Regions from separate parts of the Pan troglodytes genome. Here region 2 is linked to region 1. The links are chromatin contacts, called in public HiChIP or PLAC-seq maps. All regions are on one chromosome and are shown on one strand. The core of a region is the stretch at or near the end of the contact, and the rest is flanking DNA. Distances in the headings are between cores, read along the strand shown. Region 1 holds the start of POLA2 (DNA polymerase alpha 2, accessory subunit). Region 2 holds the start of SCYL1 (SCY1 like pseudokinase 1).

What was found. HiChIP or PLAC-seq counts read pairs in DNA pulled down with a chosen protein or histone mark.
Region 2: an H3K4me3 HiChIP or PLAC-seq map of stem cell-derived excitatory neurons shows a contact between it and region 1, with 2.0 times the contacts expected there. The contact joins the promoter of SCYL1 here to the promoter of POLA2 in region 1. A contact is called at or near these places in 2 of 7 Hi-C or Micro-C datasets (induced pluripotent stem cells and stem cell-derived neural progenitor cells) and 1 of 1 datasets of contacts at active chromatin or transcription factors (stem cell-derived excitatory neurons).

Annotation. Positions count from the first base shown.
Region 1 is chr9:67,587,415-67,592,542 of NHGRI_mPanTro3-v2.0_pri, forward strand. It overlaps POLA2 (DNA polymerase alpha 2, accessory subunit), which reads left to right and starts at 3,116. Exons shown (of 19, transcript XR_001707349.4): 1 at 3,116-3,999.
Region 2 is chr9:67,847,110-67,852,237 of NHGRI_mPanTro3-v2.0_pri, forward strand. It overlaps SCYL1 (SCY1 like pseudokinase 1), which reads left to right and starts at 2,216. Exons shown (of 17, transcript XM_063783090.1): 1 at 2,216-2,442; 2 at 2,752-2,892; 3 at 3,099-3,221; 4 at 3,302-3,528; 5 at 3,961-4,051; 6 at 4,140-4,295. The coding sequence starts at 2,332.

The DNA of each region.
Region 1 (5,128 bases), core at 1,866-4,365:
ATACAAAACTAGCTGGGTGTGGTGATGGGCGCTTGCAGTCCCAGCTACTCGGGAGGCTGAGGCATGAGAATCGCTTGAATCTGGGAGGCGGAGGTTGCAGTGAGCCGAGATCGCTCCACTGCACTCCAGCCTGGGCAACAGAATGAGACACTGTCTCAAAAACAAAAACAAAAACAAAAAAACAGCCAGGTGTGGTGGTGCGTGCCTGTAGTCCCCGCTACTTAGGAGACTGAGGTGGGGGGAATGGCTTGAACCCAGGAGACTGAGGCTGCAGGGAGCTTGATCACACCACTGCATTCCAGCCTGGGCAACAAAGTAAGATCCTGTCCCCCACCCAGAAAAATAGTAAAATGCTTCAACAGTTTTGGGAAGTTACTATAAAGCTACCTGGGGCAAACACTACTAAGTGCTTACCTAGTATTAACTCCTTTCTTAGTAACAAAATTTGTATATTGATGGGGTAGCAATGTGTTTCCTCAATAATATTACAATATAACTTTTAAACCTATAAGGAGGCTTTCCCAGCCTCCTTTAAAGGTATGGCTATGTGGCTAAAGTATAAGCAAAAGTGGTTGGGAAGGACTTCTAGAAAGACTCCTCTTCAAAAATGGATAGACAACGGTTTGCAAAAGTCATTTTTTTGTTTCTTTTTTCCCTTTTCATTTCATTTCTCTTTTCACTCTCTTTTCTTGCTTTATGTTTTTAAAATTTTATTTTTCCTTTCTTCTTCCTACTTTCTGCTACCTGGAATGGAATGTGAATCTGATGGCTGGAATTCCAGAAGCCATCTTGGACTATGAGGTGACTGTAAGGATGGAGATTAATTCGAGGACAGTGGAGCGGAACGATGGAGGCCTGATGAATGTGAAGCCACCACTTTAGCCCTGGGCTACCTATCTCTGAAATTATTTTATCTGACGAGAGAAATAAACTTCTATTTTGTCTCAGCTACTATTGTTTTAGGACTTGGCTATGTCACAGATCTAAAACCCACTTGATTTACTCCTGCAATCAAAATATTATATTGACACAGAAAAGACAACAAATAAATCAGTGGAATAAAACAGAAAATCCAGAAACAGATTCAAGTGTTTATGGGGACTTGATACATAAAAGATCACAATTCAAGTCAGTTGAAGAATGTTTTATTTACTAAGTATAACTGCTGACATGCTGGCTGTTTGTCAGGAATAAAACAAAGCTAAATCCTTCCTCACATCACAAATAAGATTAATTATAGGTGGATTAGCGAACTAAAGGCAAAACGTAACTAAAACTAATAAAACAAAACTTGGAAGAATATTTGCATAAGCTTATGTCGAGGAGACCTTATTAAACAAAGCAGGAAACCTAAAACCCATACAGGAAAAGAATTGCACAGTGTTGTGTGGTAGAAAAAAAACCCCACAAAGTTAAAAGACAGGTTGGGAAAAATATGTATGTAACACATTTGATATCCATTGGTTACTGCTGATGGTGGGAAACTGCAAACATTTTCCGTAAAGAGCCAGAGAGTAAATATTTGAGGCTTAAGGGTGTGAACCCCAAAAGAGGTTCATGATGGATCCGGAGTGGCTAACTAGGCCTAAATTCAAAATACAGCCAAGCAGCCATTGGCTGACTAGAGGTCACACATACTTCGGTTTTTGTTTGCTTTTTTTTTTTTTTTTTTTAGGCGGAGTCTCGCTCTGTTGCCCGGGCTGTAGTGCAGTGGCACAATCTCGACTTACTGCAAGCTCCGCCTCCCGGGTTCACGCCGTTCTCCTGCCTCAGCCTCCCAAGTAGCTGGGACTACAGGTGCTCGCCACCACGCTAGGCTAATTTCTTTTTTTTTTCTTTTTTTTTTTTTTTAGTAGAGACGGGGTTTCACCGTGTTAGCCAGGATGGACTTGATCTCCTGACCTCGTGATCCTCCCGCCTCGACCTCCCAAAGTGCTGGGATTACAGGCGTGAGCCACCGCACCCGGCCTTTGTTTGCTTTTTGAGACATGATCTTGCTCTGTCGCCCAGGCTGGAGTGCAGTGAGGCGATCATGACTCACTTCAGCCTCGACCTCCCGAACTCAAGCGCTCCTCCAGCCTCAGCCCCCAGAGTGGCTGAGATCACAAGAACCCGCCACCACCGCCCGCTAATTTTTTGTAGAGAAGGGGTTTCGCCACGTTGCCCAGGCCGATCTTGAACTCCTGGGCTCAAGTTAAGGGAGGAGACCACCCCTCATATTGTCTTACGCCCAATTTCTGCCTCCAAAGAAAGAAAAAGTAAAACTAAAAGGCAGAAATGAAATCCACAAGCAGACAGCCCGGCCTCACACCCTAGGCTTGGTAAAGATGGACCCCTGACCTAATCGGTTATGTTATCTATAGATTACAGACACTGTATAGAGAAGCACTGTGAAAATCCCTATCCTGTTTTGTTCTGATCTAATTACTGGTGCATGCAGCCCCCAGTCACGTACCCCCTGCTTGTTCAATTGATCACAACCCTCTCAGGCGCACCCCCTTAGAGTTGTGAGCCCTTAAAAGGGACAGGAATTGCTCATTCGGGGAGCTCGGCTGGTGAGACAGGAGTCTTGCCGATGACTCCAGCCGAATAAACCCCTTCCTTCTTTAACTCGGGTGTCTGAGGAGTTTTGTCTGTGGCTCGTCCTGCTACAAAGTGATCCGCCTGCCTCGGCCTCCCAAATGCTGGGATTACAGGCGTGAGCGACCGCACCTGGCCTGGGATGGACATTTTTAAGGTTCCTGATACATATTGCTAAATTGTTTTCTCGAAACGCTCTATACCATCCCACCAGCATTGTATGACGCCTACGGTTGAGATTTTTGGCTCAAAGAATTACGGTGTATTTCAAGGGGAGAACCCTCTTCTCATCTTACCCCTAAACTCTATCCTTGAGTGACCTACCTTCACTCCCAAGCCTCCAGTCACCCACTGGGAATCTCTACCTGGAAATCCCAGAGGCACTCAAACTTAACGTGTCCAAAACTAAATTATCCGTCACCGTCTCACCTCATATCCCCCCAAATGCCCCAGATTCAGAAAACATACCCATCACTGTGGCTGGCACCACGGTGATAAGCACGATAATAACCATGGCAACCAGATTCCCTACTGAAGCCATTCTTTTAGGATGAACCAAGGGCACAACAGGCAGAGATGACAAGGGGAATGGAGAAGGGGGTACAGTAAGTTTTAGTCGAAGGCACGCGCACGACAACGCCTGCGCACCACGGATCAGGGCAAAAGGGTGACAAACATGCGCCACTGAGCTTTATCGAGCAGCCGATGCCCAGAAAACAGGCATCCGCACACAGACTCAGTTTCCTTGTAGGCAACTCCCGGGCGTTGCGAGTCACAACCGGCATTCTCGCGCCGTGAGAAAGAACTGCGCAGCTGCTGACTGGCGGGCCGCCAGGCGCGTGCGTAGAGACGCCCACACGCCCGCTGATGCGCACGCGCCCTGGGCCGCGCGTGCGCGCATGGGGTTCCGGAATGAGCCGGGGAAAGCAAGGGGAAGGTTTGGGGTTGGTTCCCGGTTTTGCGCATGCGTGCACTGCACAAACCATTTGGCGGGTTTTTCCGGCCACTCTGTTCTGCCACCGTCACTGAGAAGCTCAGCGGTAGCTTTTGGGAAGCAGGACGTTCTCACCAGGAGAGCGTCCTCTCGAGATTTCTGCTCCCTCCATTCAGGGCGTTTGGGAGCCACCCCTTCATTTTTTAAAAAAAATATTTCTCTGTGACCGACGGCCGGGGCCTTCTGACGGTCTGAGGTCCTGCTTGGGTCAGTCACCTCCAGTCACGGTCCGCGGAGGGGGGAAGGATAAGAGGGCGAGGAGCTCATCGCTCGCCACCCCCGTGGGCTTCTTGGGCGCAGGTCGGAGCTGGGTGGGCCGGCTCCCCGGTCCCTGGCTTGGGCGACCATGTCCGCATCCGCCCAGCAGCTGGCGGAGGAGCTGCAGATCTTCGGCCTAGACTGCGAGGAGGCTCTAATTGAGAAATGTGAGTCCCGCACCCCTCCCGCCCTGCAGCCGTGCTCCACGCTCTCGCCCGAGTTCCTCGGCGCCTAGAACCGAAAGTGGAGCGCTTCCAATTTCCACTTCCCCTGGAGCGGAGTTCTCGGTGGCTGTGAGATGAAGAATCAAACTTGAGTTTTGAGATTTAGGATGTGGGGACTTTGAAATGCCCACCGGGTACCGCTTGGATGCCAAATCAAAAATAGGAATATGCAGCACGATTTTAAACCAACTCGAAGTTCCCGAAAGGCGGAATTGGGATGTGCTAGATCGAGACTAGGCACTGGTGGCACCTGAGTTTGGAAATTGTTGAAGCCCCGGTAACAAAGCAAGAGATGTGGGGGTTTTGAAATGTAGCTTTTTATTCTTGGCTCCTCCCTTTCCAGCCTACACCTTAAACCTCTGCTGATCCATCAGTTATTTTATCATAGCTGTTGGTGGTCTGTGCAAATATGAATCCCTTGAGGTAGGTTCCTAAAATTGAATTTGAGCTGTGGAAGGAGCTTTAGGGAGCTTTACAGATGGAGAAACAGACAAAGAAAGCTAATTGCCTGAGCTGTCTGTGAAGCCAGGTGTCCTGCCTTGGAGTCCCGTGCTGCATCATACGGGTCCATCGTGTTGGTCAAGCTGTAGAGCAGTGTAAGGAGTCATTTGAAGCAAAGCCTGGGAGATGTGGAAGTTCTAGAATCGGTATGAATGTGCACCTGCCTTAACCACTCAACACTTTGAACTTCTTATATACAAAAAGATAACGAAACGTTAATTTATGGTGAGAAATTCCTTTCAGAAACCAGAATACTTCAAGTCTTCATGCCCAGTGCCTTCTCTCTCTCTCTCTCTCTTTTTTTTTTTTTTTTTGACAGTCTTGTTTTATCACCCAGGCTGGAGTGCAGTGGTGCAATCTCGGCTCACTTCAGCCTCCGCCTCCCAGGTTCAAGCGATTCTCCTGCCTCAGCCTCCCAAGTAGCTGGGATTACAGGCGCCCGCCACCAGGCCCGACTAATTTTTTTTTGTACTTTTAGTAGAGAAGGGGTTTCACCATGTTGGCCAGACTGCTCTCGAACTCCTGACCTCAAGTGATCCACCCACCTTGGCCTCCCAAAGTGCTGGGATTA
Region 2 (5,128 bases), core at 966-3,465, 260 kb after region 1:
GAAAGGAAGCGAGATCAGACTGTTACTGTGTCTATGCAGAAAAAAAGAAGACATAAGAAACTCCATTTTGATCTGTACTAAGAAAAATTCTTCTGCTTTGAGATGCTGTTAACCTGTAACTTTAGTTCCAACCCTGTGCTCACAGAAACATGCGCTGTATTGAATCAAGGTTTAAGGGATTTAGGGCTGTGCAGGATGTGCCTTGTTAACTATATGTTTGCAGGCAGTATGCTTGGTAAAAGTCATCGCCATTCTCCATTCTCTATTAACCAGGGACACGATGCACTGTGCAAAGCCACAGGGACCTCTGCCCGAGAAAGCCTGGGTATTGTCTCCCCGACTGAGACAGCCTGATATGGCCTTGTGGGAAGGGAAAGACCTTACCATCCCCGAGCCCGACACCCGTAAAGGGTCTGTGCTGAGAATTAGTAAAAGAGGAAGATCTCTTTGCGGTTGAGATAAGAGGAAGGCCTCTGTTTCCCGTATGTCCCTGGGAATGGAATGTCTTGGTGTAAAGCCCACCAGTCATTCTATTCTGAGATAGGAGAAAACTGCCCTATGGCTGGAGGCGAGATATGCTAGCGGTGATACTGCTCTGTTACTCTTTGCTACACTGAGGTGTTTGGGTAAAGAGAAACATAAATCCAGCCTACGTGCACATCTGGGCACAGTACCTTCCCTTGAACTTATTTATGACGCAGATTCCTTTACTCACATGTTTTCCTGCTGACCTTCTTCCCACCATCACCCTGTTCTGCCGCAGTCCCCTTGCAGAGATAGTGAAAATAGTAATCAGTAAATACTGAGGGAACTGAGAGACCAGCGCCGGTGCAGGTCCTCGTATACTGAGTGTGCCGGTCCCCTGGGCCCACTGTTCTTTCTCTATACTTTGTGTCTTATTTCTTTTCTCAGTCTCTCGTCTCCACCTGACGAGAAATACCCACAGGTGTGGAGGGGCAGGCCCCCTTCAAACATGTTGGTCAGGCTGACCTGGAACTCCTGACCTCAGGTGATCCTCCAGCCTCGGCCTCCCAAAGTGCTGAGATTACAAGCGTGAACCACTGTGCCTGGCCCTCACCCCAGTTTATAGATGGGGGACCTAACGCACCCAAAGGGAACTGTGTGAGTTCTCACATCCAATGAGGGGCTGAACCGTGATTGAAACCCAGCAACGTCTCACTGTGGCATCTCTGCCCTTGAGTTATCTCCCAAAGGCATCCCAACCAGACTTTTCATAACCGGTCCCAGAATCTCACCAGTGCTCCATAGCTGTGGTTGAGGCACTGTCCCCAAGCCTGGGTCCTGAGACCCTACCAGCAGAGGAACCACTGCCTGTCCAGCCCCTCCTACACAGCTCAGGGGCTGGATCCCCACCAGTGTGATGTGCTGATTGAGCTAACACCACTCCATGGCTGTCTACACAGGCACTGAGAGATGCAATCCGTTGGCTTGAGAGCCGGGCAGCTGAGCCCAGGAGAGCAGGGTCCCCTCCCAGCCCTTTGGCCTCTTCCAGACTTGCCCAGTTGCTCCTTCTCCCTCCCTCCTTTCCTGGGGTCACTTCTTCTTCCCTCCTCAGTCTCTCCTTCCTCCATTCCCTGGGTGCCCGCCCCTGCCCCGGGGTTCTGGACCTCCATGGAACCTTGGATTCACTCTCTGCCTCTCACCCACGCTCTTTCTCTGGGGCGTCTCCTCGTGCTTTTCTCATGGTCACTTCACCAGGACCGACTCCTCCCCGGAGCCTGGAGGCACCCACTTGCTGGTGGGAGAGAGTGTCTGGCGTGGGGCCAGTCTCCCTCTTTGGGTCTCTGCCTCACTCCTCACTGCACCCTCTCATGCCTGTCAGTCTTTCTACCTCTCCCCCTTTTTGCCTCGGTTTCCCCATCCGTCTGTCCCTTCTTAAGCTCTCATCCTTACAGTACGCTAGACGGCAGGCTCTATTATCCTTTAGGATTTAGGCCTCTTTAGATAAAAGGGCTCACAGGCTTGGAGGGTTTTAAGTGACTTACCCGGCGGCGGAGTACTGATCTGAGTACCGCCCGCCGCCCCGGACTGCCCCGCCCCTCCCTAGCCCCCCATCCCCGCCCCTCCCTAGCTCCCCCATCCCCGCCCCTCTCCCGCCCCTCCCTTGTCCCCGCCCCTTCCCGCCCCAACTCAGGTTCTGCCCCACCCCGCCCCAATTCACGTACTGCTCCGCCCCGACGTAGGCCCCGCCCTGCCCCCGGGCCCCGCCCCCGTCAGACGCAGGCCCCGCCCCCTCTCCGCCCCGCCCCGGCTCGGGCGGCCGGAGGACCCGGAGCTAAGGCGCCCGAGCCCGCGGCGGCGGTGGGGACGATGTGGTTCTTTGCCCGGGACCCGGTCCGGGACTTTCCGTTCGAGCTCATCCCGGAGCCCCCAGAGGGCGGCCTGCCCGGGCCCTGGGCCCTGCACCGCGGCCGCAAGAAGGTGAGTGCGGCCGAGCTCCGTAGGCCGCGGTCGACCTGGGCCTTGCCTATTCCGCGCCGCCGGCCCCGTCGCGTCGCGCCCGGCCTGACGTGGCGGCGGAACCAAGGGGTAGCAGGCCGGGGAGGGGGCGGGCAGTGCCTACGTGGCGGGCGGAGGGACCGCGGGACCGACAGGCGGACAGGGCCGGGGTCACGTGGGCCCGGCGAAGTGTCCCTAAGGCTGACCTGGAGAGAGACCTGGCTGCGGGCCCTTGTCTTCCGGCCACACAACAGCTCTGGGACCATCTCAGGCCCCGCTGCCCTCCCCTAGGCCACAGGCAGCCCCGTGTCCATCTTCGTCTATGATGTGAAGCCTGGCGCGGAAGAGCAGACCCAGGTGGCCAAAGCTGCCTTCAAGCGCTTCAAAACTCTACGGCACCCCAACATCCTGGCTTACATCGATGGACTGGAGGTACCTGCTGCCTTGCCTGCCCGTCTCTGCCCCTCACGATGTCCTGGTTACCCACTCCTGTCTCCCCTCCTGCCCTGTTTCCACCCTATGTGCCCCAGCACCCCCAGATTTGGTTTCCTCTTCCCCATCTCTCCCAACTTCAAGTCGCTTATCTCTCCTTCCTCTCTGCCCCTCCGTCCTTGATAACCCTGTGTCCCCTTCCCCAGACAGAAAAATGCCTCCACGTCGTGACAGAGGCTGTGACCCCGTTGGGAATATACCTCAAGGCGAGAGTGGAGGCTGGTGGCCTGAAGGAGCTGGAGATCTCCTGGGGGCTACACCAGATCGTGGTGAGGTGGGGGGCAGTGGTGATGAGAGCAGGGATGGGGGCTTGCAGGTGCTGGGGCGTGATGGCTCCTTTTGCCCCCAGAAAGCCCTCAGCTTCCTGGTCAACGACTGCAGCCTCATCCACAACAATGTCTGCATGGCCGCCGTGTTCGTGGACCGAGCTGGCGAGTGGAAGCTTGGGGGCCTGGACTACATGTATTCAGCCCAGGGCAACGGTGGGGGACCTCCCCGCAAGGGGATCCCCGAGCTTGAGCAGTATGACCCCCCGGAGTTGGCTGACAGCAGTGGCAGAGTGGTCAGAGAGAAGTGGTGGGTGACTGGGGGCAGCGCGCCCCAACCTGCCCTGTCCTGGAGGCCCCTGCAGCCTCAGGACTCCTAGACTAGTTGGCACTCCCCTGTTCCCTGCTGCCTGGCTGGGGAGGGAATCAGTGTCCCAGGAGTGAGGGACACTCCTCTGCCCCCAGGGTCCTCAGGGCGGTAGGGCAGGACGGACACAGCATTCGGGGTTGGGTGATTCTGAACTTGAAAGCTCTGTGACCTGGACAGATGTGCCTAGTTCTCTGAGCCTTGGTTTTTTTAATCTGTTAAGTGAGGCTAATGAAACCTGCCTCTTGGGACTGATGGCTCAGCTGAGGGACATAGCCAGGCCCTGGCATGCAGTGGGTGCCTGGTGCCCAAGGCAGGCTGGAGGCCTGTGCAGGTGGTTGGTGGGGCCCTAAGAGCTCTGGGTCACTGCCACAGGTCAGCAGACATGTGGCGCTTGGGCTGCCTCATTTGGGAAGTCTTCAATGGGCCCCTACCTCGGGCAGCAGCCCTACGCAACCCTGGGAAGGTAAGTTTCTTGCCCCTGGCTCTTTGCCCTGCCTCAGCCCCTCTGCCAGCTGGCTACCCCTGCCCTGACACTGACCCCTCCCCTACAGATCCCCAAAACGCTGGTGCCCCATTACTGTGAGCTGGTGGGAGCAAACCCCAAGGTGCGTCCCAACCCAGCCCGCTTCCTGCAGAACTGCCAGGCACCTGGTGGCTTCATGAGCAACCGCTTTGTAGAAACCAACCTCTTCCTGGAGGAGATTCAGGTGAGCCCCCAACCCACCCTGGGCTTCGACCCTACCTTTTTCATTCTGCCCCTACCCTGCTTTTCAGGGTACCTCACAATTGACCCTCAGGAGACAAGCATGGACTGTGGAGTTAGGCCAATCCGGGTTCAAACCCAGGCTCCAGCTCATACTCACTCTGTGACTTCCCTTGGCTGAAGTTCAGTCCCAATAATAGTACAGGTTGAGCATCCCTAATCCGAAAATGCATGATCTACTCCAAAACTGGAAACTTTTTGACCACCAACATTACAATCCAAGGAAATGCCCATTAGAGCATTTTGCATTTCAGATTTTTTTGGATTACAGATGTTAAATTGGAGCCAGGCGCGGTGGCTCATGCCTGTAATCCCAGCACTTTGGGAGGCTGAGGTGGGTGGATCACCTGAGGTCAGGAATTCTACACCAGCCTGACCAACATGGAGAAACCCCATCTCTACTAAAAATACAAAAAATCAGCTAGGCGGGCACCTGTAATCCCAGCTACTCCAGAGGCTGAGGTAGGAGAATCACTTGAACCCAGGAGACGGAGGTTGCAGTGAGCCGAGATCGTGCCACTGCACTCTAGCCCGGGCGACAGTGTGAGACTTCGTCTCCAAAAAAAAAAAAAAAAAAAAAAAAAGATGTTGAATTGGTATAATGCACATATTCCAAAATCCAAAAACATCTGAAATCTGAAACACTTCTGGTCCCAAACATTTTGGACAAGGGAGACTCAACCTGTACCTACTTCAAAGGGACCCAGTGAGGAGTCAGAATTGAAAATGTGTGGTATAGTGTTCTGTGCCCAGCAGGCATTTAGGGCCAGCTCTGGT